4 separate regions of the Mus musculus genome follow, and all the other regions are linked to region 4. The links are chromatin contacts, called in public HiChIP or PLAC-seq and Micro-C maps. All regions are on one chromosome and are shown on one strand. Each heading gives the region's core, a stretch centred on a gene start, on an enhancer-like site or on the middle of the called end of the contact. The rest is flanking DNA. Distances are from core to core; before and after follow the strand shown. Region 1 holds the start of Als2 (alsin Rho guanine nucleotide exchange factor). Region 2 holds the start of Abi2 (abl-interactor 2). Region 3 holds the start of Stradb (STE20-related kinase adaptor beta). Region 4 holds the start of Bmpr2 (bone morphogenetic protein receptor, type II (serine/threonine kinase)).

The links. A called contact is a pair of places that touch in the nucleus more often than the background predicts. HiChIP or PLAC-seq counts read pairs in DNA pulled down with a chosen protein or histone mark.
Region 1: a Micro-C map of embryonic stem cells shows a contact between it and region 4, with 4 times the contacts expected there. The contact joins the promoter of Als2 here to the promoter of Bmpr2 in region 4. A contact is called at or near these places in 2 of 39 promoter capture datasets (hippocampal neurons and pre-B cells), 5 of 484 Hi-C or Micro-C datasets (LSK cells, embryonic stem cells and uterus), 2 of 115 datasets of contacts at active chromatin or transcription factors (astrocytes and embryonic stem cells) and 2 of 9 other capture datasets (adipose tissue and liver).
Region 2: a Micro-C map of embryonic stem cells shows a contact between it and region 4, with 5 times the contacts expected there. The contact joins the promoter of Abi2 here to the promoter of Bmpr2 in region 4. A contact is called at or near these places in 4 of 484 Hi-C or Micro-C datasets (embryonic stem cells and rod photoreceptor) and 1 of 115 datasets of contacts at active chromatin or transcription factors (extraembryonic endoderm stem cells).
Region 3: an H3K27ac HiChIP or PLAC-seq map of extraembryonic endoderm stem cells shows a contact between it and region 4, with 3 times the contacts expected there. The contact joins the promoter of Stradb here to the promoter of Bmpr2 in region 4. A contact is called at or near these places in 1 of 39 promoter capture datasets (neural stem cells) and 3 of 115 datasets of contacts at active chromatin or transcription factors (astrocytes, bone marrow-derived macrophages and extraembryonic endoderm stem cells).

The regions. Positions count from the first base shown.
Region 1 is chr1:59,235,798-59,238,754 of GRCm38.p6, forward strand. Als2 (alsin Rho guanine nucleotide exchange factor) reads right to left here and starts at 1,434. Exons shown (of 34, transcript NM_028717.6): 1 at 1,358-1,434. Gm33667 (predicted gene, 33667) reads left to right here and starts at 1,558. Exons shown (of 2, transcript NR_168353.1): 1 at 1,558-1,956; 2 at 2,888-2,957.
Region 2 is chr1:60,408,263-60,411,280 of GRCm38.p6, forward strand. It overlaps Abi2 (abl-interactor 2), which reads left to right and starts at 1,357. Exons shown (of 12, transcript NM_001198570.1): 1 at 1,357-1,657. The coding sequence starts at 1,541.
Region 3 is chr1:58,972,118-58,974,817 of GRCm38.p6, forward strand. Stradb (STE20-related kinase adaptor beta) reads left to right here and starts at 1,405. Exons shown (of 12, transcript NM_172656.6): 1 at 1,405-1,733. It overlaps Trak2 (trafficking protein, kinesin binding 2), which reads right to left and starts at 1,365. Exons shown (of 16, transcript NM_172406.3): 1 at 1,120-1,365.
Region 4 is chr1:59,762,982-59,765,775 of GRCm38.p6, forward strand. Bmpr2 (bone morphogenetic protein receptor, type II (serine/threonine kinase)) reads left to right here and starts at 1,298. Exons shown (of 13, transcript NM_007561.4): 1 at 1,298-1,747. The coding sequence starts at 1,672.

The DNA of each region.
Region 1 (2,957 bases), core at 184-2,683, 530 kb before region 4:
ATCCAGATCTTGAGGCTAGACTACACAGGCTTTTGACCCACATCTTGACATGGGACAACACAAGTCTTGAGGCATAGTGGTCATGAAAAGCTTAGGCCCAGGCAAAGTAGAACACGCCTTTAATCCCAGGAGAATGAGGCAAGCAGATCTCCGAGTTCAAGGCTAGCCTGGGACAAAGCAAATTCCAAATCCAGGGGTAATGGCACACACCTTTAATCTGGGTCACACCTTCTGCTAGAGGCCTACATAAGGACATTGGAAGAAGGAAGGCTCTCTCTCCTTTGCCTGCCTGCACTCCTTTGCCATCGAATCTATTGGAACCTACTTCTTCAGGATTCCAGCTTATCCAGAAGACCAGCTAAAATAACTACCCTCGTGGGACTGAGCAACTATTAGATTCTTGGACTTCCCATTCCCGTTGTTGGGCTAGTTGGACTGTAAACTGTATATCACTATGATAAATTCCCTTAATATATACATTTCATAAGTTTTGTGACTCTAGAGAACACTAATACATACAGGTATATGATAAAAAACAAAAAAGTATGGCCTACTGTTTTTTTGCATTTTTGTACCTGCTCCAAATAAACCTACATCACACAAGTTTATCCTTGACAGTCATTTAAAAAACAGATACAAATATAAGAACAACAGAGTAACAACCTTAATTTGGGTACAGCAGTCAGTTAATCTATAAGAAAGTGCTGCTCTTGACCACCCAATTCAACCAGTGTGTTTTCCCTCTTTGGTAACCACAGAAGTACTAAACAGTAGCTTGCCTCTACAAATCTACAGTTGCTTGTCTGCAAATAGCCCTGTTACCTGGAGGACCAACATCAATGTGAGGACCATTTCCTCAAGATCGCTCCAGTGTTCTTTCCTGTCTTCACGATGATTCCTTTGATGACTTGATACATTTAGGGATTTGGTCAAACTACCACTGATTAATACCAAAGTCCTTTTCATTTTCAGCAAACGCTGTTTCAAACCACAGACCCTCCCCGCCCCCCTTCACTTTTCCCCACGATATGCATCCTGGGGCAAACCCACCTAGGACACTCAGCAAGGTTCACTGTCTAGCCAGCTGGGCGCCCACTGTGGGCATTCAAAAAACCCTCTGAGCGGATGGGCGTAAGCAGCGTGGGTGGAGGCGGGAAGAGGGGACCCGAAGGAATGCCACACAGCTCCGACCACGGCAGTGGGGCGCTGGGACCCGGAGGGTGGGACCCGGGCCGAGCCACCACGTCCGGAGCTCTTCACAGGCAGGCGCCGTCCCCGCAGGCCAGCCCAGCGCGCTCCCGCACCTCCGCCGACCCGCCTTCGAACCCAAGGACCGCCCGGACCCGCGCGGGCTCACCTGACGCTCCCGCAGCTCCGCGCTCTTCTCCCGGCGCGAGCCCGACTGCACCGCGGGTACGCGAGATCAGCTGATTCATGGGGGCGGGGCCTCCAGGTAGGGGCGGGGCCTCCGGCGGCGGGCTGGAGAGGCGGGCCCGCAGAATGGGTGGAGCTAGGCAAGAGCCGGTGACGGCGTCCGACAGGGATCAAGATTGCTCCGAACGCATCAGTGACTGCAGGCAAACCATTCAGTCAGGGCAGAACCAATCGTCCTAGGGCGGGCGCACTTTAGAAGCAACCGAAGACTCAGTGAAAGGACCTAACTCAATAAGCGTTTCCATGGTAACGATAGGCCGCGCTTGAGGATGGAAACTACTGCAAGTTTTGTTACCTCCTCAAACTGCGAGAAATGAAGAGAAAATCTTACCTATCAGAACATGGCTGCACACGTCTGTAATCCCAACATTTGTGAGATGAAGGCAGCAGGATCAGGAATTCGAGGCCAGCCTTGAGAACGTGTCTCAAGAGAAATAACAAAAGTGAAAATACGAGCTACCTTTAAGCTGCATGACGTCATCTCTTCCCGAGTGTGCCTTTGCCGCGTGTCCACCTTAAACGGTAAAGAGTAGGAAGAAACTATTTCCTCAGGGCTCCTCAATATACAGCGTTAAAATTGTTTTTGCTTGCTTCTTAGTCTCACTACCATCCATACTTGTCACGGTCGCAATCCTCCCGCTGCACCCCTAAGTGCTCCCTTGAATGTTTTGTGTAACAGATGCTCTCAGAACACAAGCCAGAGAGAAATCTGCTGCTACAGAGTGTGCATCGCGGAACCTACAGAGTTACATTTATTTACTCATTAAAGATAGATATATTCCCCGAATCGAATGCCCCTGCGTACAAATTCCCAACTGGTTCCTCCAACTCAGGGTCTCTCACCAGAGCCTTATCAACTTCAGTGCTAGAACAGAAAAGTGTACAGCCTTGAGAATGGCGCCACCAAATGGTACAAACCAGGGATGTCCTGCAGTTAATGAAGCCTGGACTCTGGCCGCCCTAACAAGCTACCTGTCCTCCATAACACAGCTAAAAAAGACAACAGTGAAAGAAATTTATTCAATGAGACTGCACTAGGAAAAAGAACTAAGGGGCTGGTTCAGTAAACCCCCTAAGTCTATCTTTGGAGCCTTGACATAAGTAGAAGGCTCAAGGTGTGATCTTGCCCATGGTAAACACATCTTGGTTGGTCCTGCAAAGCAAACTGACAAGTTGTCAGAACTAAGAACCAAGCTCTCCTGATGGTTTGCACCCAGAAACCCAATCTCTTCCTTCTCCAGTGAGACTCTTGAGGAAATCTAGTTCTTTGGGGCCCATTATCCTGTTAGTCCACTAGTCAAAAGGAGGGGCACACGTGTCTCTCCTCAGAATATCTTCACTCCTCTCAGGATGGTCACACAGCTTCAGCTGAGACATCCGTGTGGCCAAAGTATTTCGGAGCCTACACCAGTCATTTATACACTAAGATCTTATCTCCTAATTCTCTCCCCAGGTAACCTTGCCCTCGGGAGCTCTCAATCCCTTACTGAGCTCTACCCTGCCCGCCTCCTTTGATAAAAATG
Region 2 (3,018 bases), core at 107-2,606, 650 kb after region 4:
CTTTAGGCTTCTCTTCTTTTTCCACACATAGTTAAACTCAGCTACAAACCCCAGCTCTCCCTTTTGTTTTTAACAAGCTTCTCACACTTAGAACATTCACACTAAGACAGGTGTTTAAAGTGCTGAACAATAGATCCAGGTGGACCACATCATCATTTAAAAATACTGTTTTAGGCTCTGCGGCAAAAGCTCACGCATATTGGTAATGTATTTATCATAAAGCCAACGTAACAACACAGGGTTTACTCCACAAATATGTGAGCGAGTGCATTTGATTTTTTTCTAGGAATGTATAATCGTTCCCTCATCATCTGAAATTTGATCACAGGAGGCCAAGTGACAGCAAGAGCAATAAAAGTTGAAACCACAAATCCTAAACTCTAAACCCCTCTAAGATGGTGGGTGCCCTTTGGGTTTCCACAGAACTAACAAAGATTGTGGTCTTGATATCACAGAAGGTGTCAGTTTTATTTATTTTTTTCAAGTTTCACGGTGTGGGCCAATCATATTTATGAAAAAAGATTAGATATCTGGATAACAAGACCAGGATGAACGTCCTTGAATTTGTAGTACTTAATCTGAAAAAAACGCACGTTTGTCATTGTTCGTTTAATCTTATTCATGCTACAACCATGTGAATAAATAAAATAGTACCAGCAAAACCACCATCGAAATTTTAAAAAAAGTGAAGTGAGGAGGAGGCCCAGGCTGGGCAACCACAGCATGTGGCTGTAATTCCAGTCAGCCCGGTCTATACAGGAGACCATGCCAAGAAGAAAGAGAGGACAGGACAGGGGACGGAAGGGAGTGAATGAATGAATGAATGAATGAACGAACGAATAGGTTTGGGACTAGGTAACTGCAATTTGTAAAGAAGCCGATGAGGTTCAAGGTGGTATTTAGAGCTGCCTGGAAGTTCAGTGGCTCTGCCTGTTCGGATGAGGTGTTATCTTTCACAGAGCTTGTGAAGACACTGTGTCCTCTCCCTAGGCGAGCTTCCTCAGGCAGATGACCTCCGCAGGGTTCCGGCCCCGGGTGAAGTGCAGAGGTGAAGATGGGGGGCGGCGGCGTGAAGCAGCAGGGAGCAGAGGTGCATTCCCGCCCGGCTAACAAAGGCTGCTGAGGACTCCCAGACCCAGGAAGGCCGCGCGGGGCCGAAGGGTTAACCCAGAGCCCCGCTCCCGCGCGCATCCCGGCCCCCGCCCTCCCGTCGCTAGGAGACGCCGGAAGTGGGGGAGGGGCGGCGCGGGTGGGAATCTTTTTCGGGCGCTGGGGGCGGGTGGAGGGGAGCGCGCGTGCGCGCGCCCGTCGCCGCGGTGACCGTCCTCGCGGCCCGTCGGCTCGCGCCCCGCCTCCATTCCCCTCCGCCCCCTCCCTCGTCGCGCGCCGTAGGGTGTGTGTGGGGGGGTAGCCGCTCGCTCCTCCCGATTCCCGCCGCGTCCGCCGCTGCTCCTCCTCTCCCGGGCGTCGCGGCCGCTGCCTCTGCGGGCTGTATGAGGAGGAGTAGGAGGAGGAGGAGGAGGAAGAGAAGGATGTGAAGATGGCGGAGCTGCAGATGCTGCTGGAAGAGGAAATCCCGGGGGGCCGCCGGGCTCTCTTCGACAGCTACACGAATCTGGAGCGGGTGGCCGACTACTGCGAGAATAACTACATCCAGGTGCGATGCGACGCGGCCCCTCGCGCGGCTCGGCGCGGCAGGACGCGGGCTGTGAGGGGCGCGCGGGGCGATGGCGAGCGGGGGAGGCCGCGCGGTGCTCGGTCCAGGGAGCCGCGCCGGGGTAGGGACAGGGCGAGGGCGGCGGCTGCAGGGAGCGAGGGTCGCCACCAGGCCCCAGCAGCCCCGTGCGAGTGACCGGTGCGGTGCCGTGCGGTGCGTGGCGTCCCGCCCCCTCGCCTCTGCCCCGTCGCCCCCGCAGTCCTCTCCTGTCAGTGTTCCGGATGGCGGGGGAGGTGGCGAGTGGCGTTTTCTGTCTAACGGGATCTTGCTCGATGGCAGGCTTGTGTGACAGAGGGATAGGTTACCCCCTGCCCAAATTCCGAGGGACCCCCTTTTTATTAAGGGGTCCTTTTTCTGCAAAGTGAAATGCCTCACTTCTCCATTCCTGCGAATGTACCCTGAAGACAAAACAAAAATTCTTAACCCTTAAGTTTAAACATTTTTAAAATGTAAAAGGGGCATGGTGGAACGGCTGTCTCTTATTGCAAGTTAATACCATTTTTTTTTTCTCCTCCCTGTGGAGAATGGGAAACTGATAATGAGCTGCCTTTCCTTCTCAGGTCTCGTTAGAATAGGTAATTTTCCTTTGGGGAAAAAAGAACTATGACTATTTTCACAAAGAATTAGGGAAACGAACCACATGGTTTAGTTTTTTTCCCATGATGATTGGTTTGGCCCAGGGACTTCAGTGTATGTGTGTGTAGGAAGGTGAGAAGTGTGTGTGGGGCGGGGCATTGGTGAGATGAGAACCAGCTGGTCATGGGATAAATGTAAAAATTTTGTGAAGCAACACTTTAAAAATTAACTCATGGTATGCAAATCCAGTATCTCTTGTTTTCCGTAGGGCTTATACTGAATTACAGGTTGTGTCTACATTTTTTTTACTCCCGTTTAAATTCTTTGGATAAAATGGAATGGAAGCGTGATGCTTAAACTGTTAGCTGTATTTTAATGTTCTTGTCCCTACTCCCGTCCCTGCAGATATCCTTAACAGCAGTTGTATTGAAAACATTCTCAAATCTGAGTATGAATTGGAAAAAAAAAAAAAACCCCAAAAAACCAAAACAAAAAAACCCAGATGCTGCAATTTATAGGATCTTAAGTTTTTTGAGGACCACATTGTTAGTCAAAGACAATGTGCTTAGATTTTATTTGGTTATACACACACTGAACTCTACTATTATGTTGTAAACATTTGTATTGAGAATGAATCAGACATAATTGAATCTTCTCCCCTAAAAAGAAGTGGTGGAAAGTGTGTGTTCAGTAGGAAGAGTGTGTGTGTCTTTGGTCAAAGATTG
Region 3 (2,700 bases), core at 155-2,654, 790 kb before region 4:
CTATGAAAATTCTTCTTAACCATTCTTTTAACCTGGTTCATAACTTTGAGGCAAAGCAGGTATGGGTGTAAATCTCGACTTGATACAGAAAGTCTCCAGTGCAACTAGTGAGCAATGTGCGTGGTTAGGTGAACCGTGTACATCATCACATCAGTAAAAATGGGTATGGGTAAGAGCACTGTCTTTCACATAGGTATGTATGTGCTGGTTAAACATCTGAGGCTTGCCAGATACTACCTAATTTTAAAAATAGAAAGCTGGAGAGTGGCCGAGATGATAAAGTGCCTTTAATTTTGCCCTTTCCCACCACCAAATGTCCTTCACAATTCGTTTTCAAGTGTCACCACCATTAATATGCTATTTGGAGCTCACTGTAGCTCAGACTTTTAACAGGACAGCAAAGATTTGAAAGGTCACAAACATTTTTACTAAGGTAGAGCAAGAACTCTGAGTCTAGCTCATTTTGTTCAGTGGTCCTTACATAAGCTAAGTGAATTTCCAGCGAAATATTACCATCTTTCCTGATGCAGAAAAAGATGCATAAGCAGGTAATTGACTTCACTGCCATAATTGTGATTTAAAAAAAAAAAAAAGTGTCTGGGACTCAGAAGTGCTGGCACTGGAAAACACAACTGCCAATATTCATTCTTTTTGCTTCAACCAAAAGTCTTTCTGTCTGTCTGTCTTCCTTATTTCTTTTAAAAAGACATGTGGCGTTTGGTTCCAAATCAATTACAAATAAAAGCCCAATAAAGAAAGAGCTCTTTCTAGTGTCCTTTCCTCCCATTTGCATCACAGATGGCCACCGAGAGCTTAAGGTTTAACGTCCAGACACTAAAGCCACTCATCCTAAAACGACAGAGCTCCAGATGGACTCTGTCTGGCAAAGGATGGGAAGCTGCCAATCTTCAGAGGTGCAGATAGGGTGAATCCCGGAGGCTACCGCCCAGTTCCCATCAGTTTGCACCCACACTTGGGAAACATCCCTTTCCCATCTCGGGGCGGAATCCTTCCGTGAGTGACCTCTGGGGACCAGAGGGACGCGGGACAGGAAGGCTTCTCTGCCTTTGAGAGAAGTTGACAAGGGCAAGTTCGAATCGCACGCGGGAGCTTACTCACGGGAATGGCCCGGCGTCCTCGCTCTTCCGCCCACACTCGCTCAGGAAGAAGCCCCTAATGCGCGGCAGCCTGAGAGCAGCATCTGAAGCAGCCGCCGCCGCCACCGAGCTAACCCCCCCGGGCGTGGCAGGAACTGGCAGGCGCTCTCACATCATCACCGGGCGACCTTGGAGCTGCAGTGACGCCGGTTCAATGGCAGCCCCCACCCAGCTAGGGAAGCTAAAAAGGAGACCCACTCTCCCAACAGGCTTTGCGGCCCTAGCGCAAAGCCTTCTGGGAACTGTAGTTTGCTTTCCGTCCCGCCTACAGCTCGAGGGCCCCGCCTCCTCACTCCAGAGCTAGAAGCTGGAGGCGCGGTGGGGCGGAGCGGCGGGCCCCGACCCCGCTGGGGTGGGGCGAATCCCGTCCCGGCCGGTTGCCCCGGGCTAGGGCAGAAGTCCAGGCCGACCGGCCTTCTCCAGGCCGTGCTGCACTTCTGTGCCTTGAGGCTCACCCTGGAAGCCGGCCTAGTGTTTTCGCCTCGCCCCTTCGCGAGGCAGGTCCCGGGGCTCGCGCGTGTCGCCTCCCCTCAGCGCCCGCTGTCTGGAGAGTCGCTGGCCTTGGTCACCGCCTAGGTAATGAGGGGAGGCAGGCCAGCACGGGATGGTGTGGGGACCCGGGGAGCGACAGGGAACGCAGGTCGGTAGGTGCACAGCGGAAGGCTACAAGGCCAGTCCTCGCCTCCGCTCCTTACCGGAGTTGACACGGCCGGCCGAGCAGCCGCTGGAGTCTGCGGGACGCCGGCTCCCGCTCTCTGTCTCTGTGCCAGCGCACGGGGGGGCCGGGGCTCCCGGGTGCCCAGCAGCGGTGCCAGGTGCAGGAACCCAGCTACCGCCGCCCCGCTCCCCCAGCTCTTACCTTTGGTAGCGCACACAGGCCTGGCGACTTCCCAAGCTGAAGACACTCTGGCCCCAGACCTGTCTGCTCAGAGACGTCGAAGGGACCTTTTTCCAAATTAAATGTCCAGGCTTCGTTTTGTCTTCAGTGTTTACATTTGATGTCTTGTTTTCCCCTCGTGGGTTTGTTATGTCAAATACCTTTCCTCCAAACTTGATCATGATTTGTGACAGCACCTGCATAGCACAGTGCTTGGCACTCCGTAAATATTTGTTGAAACCATGAGTCATGATACTAAGTTTGGAAAATTGGATTAAGCTGTGTGCTTCGCTATGATCTTTGTTAAGGTTTTATGAGATTTCAAGATCACCTTGAGAATTACTGTAATTTTGAAGCCTAACAAAGAGTATTGGTAGGTTTTTTGTTTTTGTCGGCATTTCCTGTAACAGTAGACCATTGAATACCTCGATTAACGCAAAACCCAAGTCTTGTAAATACATAGCCCCTCTGGTGTCCATTTAAAGTGTTAACCTTTCAAATGAAAGGCCTGGGTATGACTTCTATATTATGCAACAAATTAGATTATTTATAAAGCTTTATTGTGGTTAGCTTTTTAGGTACAATTGCAAGGGACTACACTGAAGTACTCATCATTATGTTTAGGAATACAGGTTTCTTAAATATATATATATATATATATATATA
Region 4 (2,794 bases), core at 48-2,547:
TTTTGTTTGGGCCGCGACGGGAGGGGGACCCGACGAGGCCCGGGTCTCGGCTCCTGGGAAAGGCGGCTCGGTCGGGATTCTCAGGGAAACCGAGGAGGATGCGCCCGCCGCCACCAACAACGACGGCGTGCCTTCGAGGCTTCTCGCCCACCTTCCCGGGTAGCCTTTAACCTACGTTAAACAAAAGATTGTGGCCGCCCTCCCTTACACGCTTGAACAGATCGCACGGCGTCCACGTGCGGAGCGTTCGCCTGTGTGAGGAAAGGGACCTAGGCTGCCCACCCGCAGCCCACGACAACCCTTCCCTGCACTGGGCGCCCAGGCGAGAGACGCCGCGCGAGGGCCTCACTCTCCAGCAAGCCTGGGAGTGAGGGGCGGGGCCGGGCGGGGCCGCGGGCGCGCAGGCGCAGTGCGGCTCAGTGGCGCCGCCGCCGCCGCCGCCGCCGCCGCCCGCGCTGCACCACAGGCCCGAGACAGACAGGGGTCGGCTGGAGAGCCGGAGACTGAGAGGAGGCGGCGGCGGGGGCGGGGCGACTCCGGTGACCGGGAGCGCCTCAGACTGGCAGCTGCGGCGACTCCCCCCTTTGTGTCTGGTCTGCTTGGAACCGCTGGAGGTGCTTCCCGGAGGGGCTCGGGGTGTTTCGCAAGCTCAGCTGCCCACCCCCTTCCTCGGCCACCTACGTCCGTCTTCCCGCCGCCCCCCGCCCTCGGCCCGCGACGCCCGAGCTCCGCCCGGAGCCCAGAGCTGCGGAGAACGAGGCGGCGGCGGCGGCGGCGGCTTTCTCCAGAGGGGCTGTGATTCGCTCCCGCAAGCCATCGACGGGAGGAGACCCGGTTTTCATGGTGGAATTTACTTCAGGCAAGAGCGAGGGGCTGGAGTAGCCGAGAGCGAGGCCGCGGGCGGAGCGCCCTCGAAGGGCCAGCCCCGCACCTCCCCGCGTGTCGCTCGCCCGGGCTCGCCGCGTCGCCGCGACCCTCCCCTCCCCCGCGCCCCGAGGCCCGGCCTGAGCGACCCTCGCGCGATTGTTCCGAGGAAGCTGTGGACTCGCCCATGGAAGCAGGCACCTTTTTCGACCCAGTCGGTGGGAAGGATTTGTTGATGTCGAAATCCGAGTGAAGGAAGCAACGAAGCGAAACTTTAAAAGGAACCCCACTGTCCTCGGAGTACGGAGCGATGCTACTCCGGCGGCCGGGCGCCGCTGCCTGCCCCGCTTCGCCCTTCCCGGCGGTCGGGAACTTGTTCTGATCCTCAGTGCTCCCATCGAGTCCCCGCCCTCCCCCCCCCCCCCCCCCCGGCACTCTGGATATGTTTTCTCCCAGATCTGGGTATTTTTTTGATATCGTGAAACTACGAGGGAAATAATTGCAGGGGTTTCTTCTGGGCTCCCTGCGTCTTCCCCATGGACATGCCTTCAATTTGGGGAGCCGAGACACCCCGTCCTAGGCGAATGAAGCCCCCCAGCCACGAGGGAGCGAAATGAAGGGAAATTCTGCAGTGGAATGAGAGCTCTACTAGCTAGGTCCTCGCATCTGCCATTTGTCCTTTCAAACTGCATTGTAATCCGGGCAGGATAAATCAGACGAAGAGCAGCCTCCTAGCCGGATTTCTCCGCCCGAATTTACTTTCCAGATTTCTTTTCTTTGCCCTCCTGCTTCTTTGCTGGCCCAGGGATGACTTCCTCGCTGCATCGGCCCTTTCGGGTGCCCTGGCTGCTATGGGCCGTCCTGCTGGTCAGCACTACGGCTGGTGAGTAGCCCTAGGTGGTATGTCCCAGCTCCTACTCCAGTGGGTGGCGAGGGAGAGAGCCTGCAGAGGCCGAGCCCTGTGCTCTCCCCTCGCAACGTGTGCTCTCGGATCCGGGTGGAGGAGCCAGCCAGGGAAATCACCTTCGGTGTTTGCGTGTTGTTTCCCGTCCCTACTCCCGTATTCCCTGACCCCTCCCCCACGGGGGGAAAAAGACATATTGGGTGTGGTATCTTGACATTTTTAGCTGTGAGGTAATGCAAGGATTAAAAATAATATTTTAATCACTAGTGAACTGTCTATTAGATTTTTGGAGATAAAGGTGGTTTTTTTACTTTGATGGAAAGAAGCAGATTTGGTTTACAATAAAAAGAACAACTAGACACACACTTGATTGAACCTTATTTTTACATTTAGATCACTCTTTGGGAATCCACATTACTTTTCGTTATTTAAAAATGTTACCTGAAAAAAAATGTTACCTGATGAATAGAGTAAACGTTGAGGAAGTCACTGTGTGAGAATCTTGATAACAGTGTATACTAACACAGTTGATGTCATCATTAATATTGTTTTGCTCCCAAGAATCTTAACTATTCTCTGTCTCTTTATCCTGGATATTCTTAACTTTGTATCCCTTTGGAATTACTGTTGGGCACAGAAGTGTTTTTGATAACTTTTCTATTAGTCATCTGGCGTCTGTTGGTTTTCCTGTCATTGAGACAATTTTGACCTCACATCAGACTTCGAGGAGATTTGACTCCTGAAAGTTCTTTGACATTTTCCTAACGTGTGAAAGGAAATGCTACTCCCCTTTCCTTTGGCCATTTCCTCTTTACTTCTCAATCGCCTTGAGAAAAAAACAACTCATATTCTCATTGCAGTTATTTTCAAGCAACAGTCTTCTGTGATTTGCTTTTAGAAAATTTCAGGAATGAATTCTTAAATAGTCACATGAAGTATGCATTTAAAATTGAGTACACAAAGTAATGGTTTTACAATTTTTTAAAAAGTAATTTTCACATTCAGTGAATTCTTCATTGCTGTATT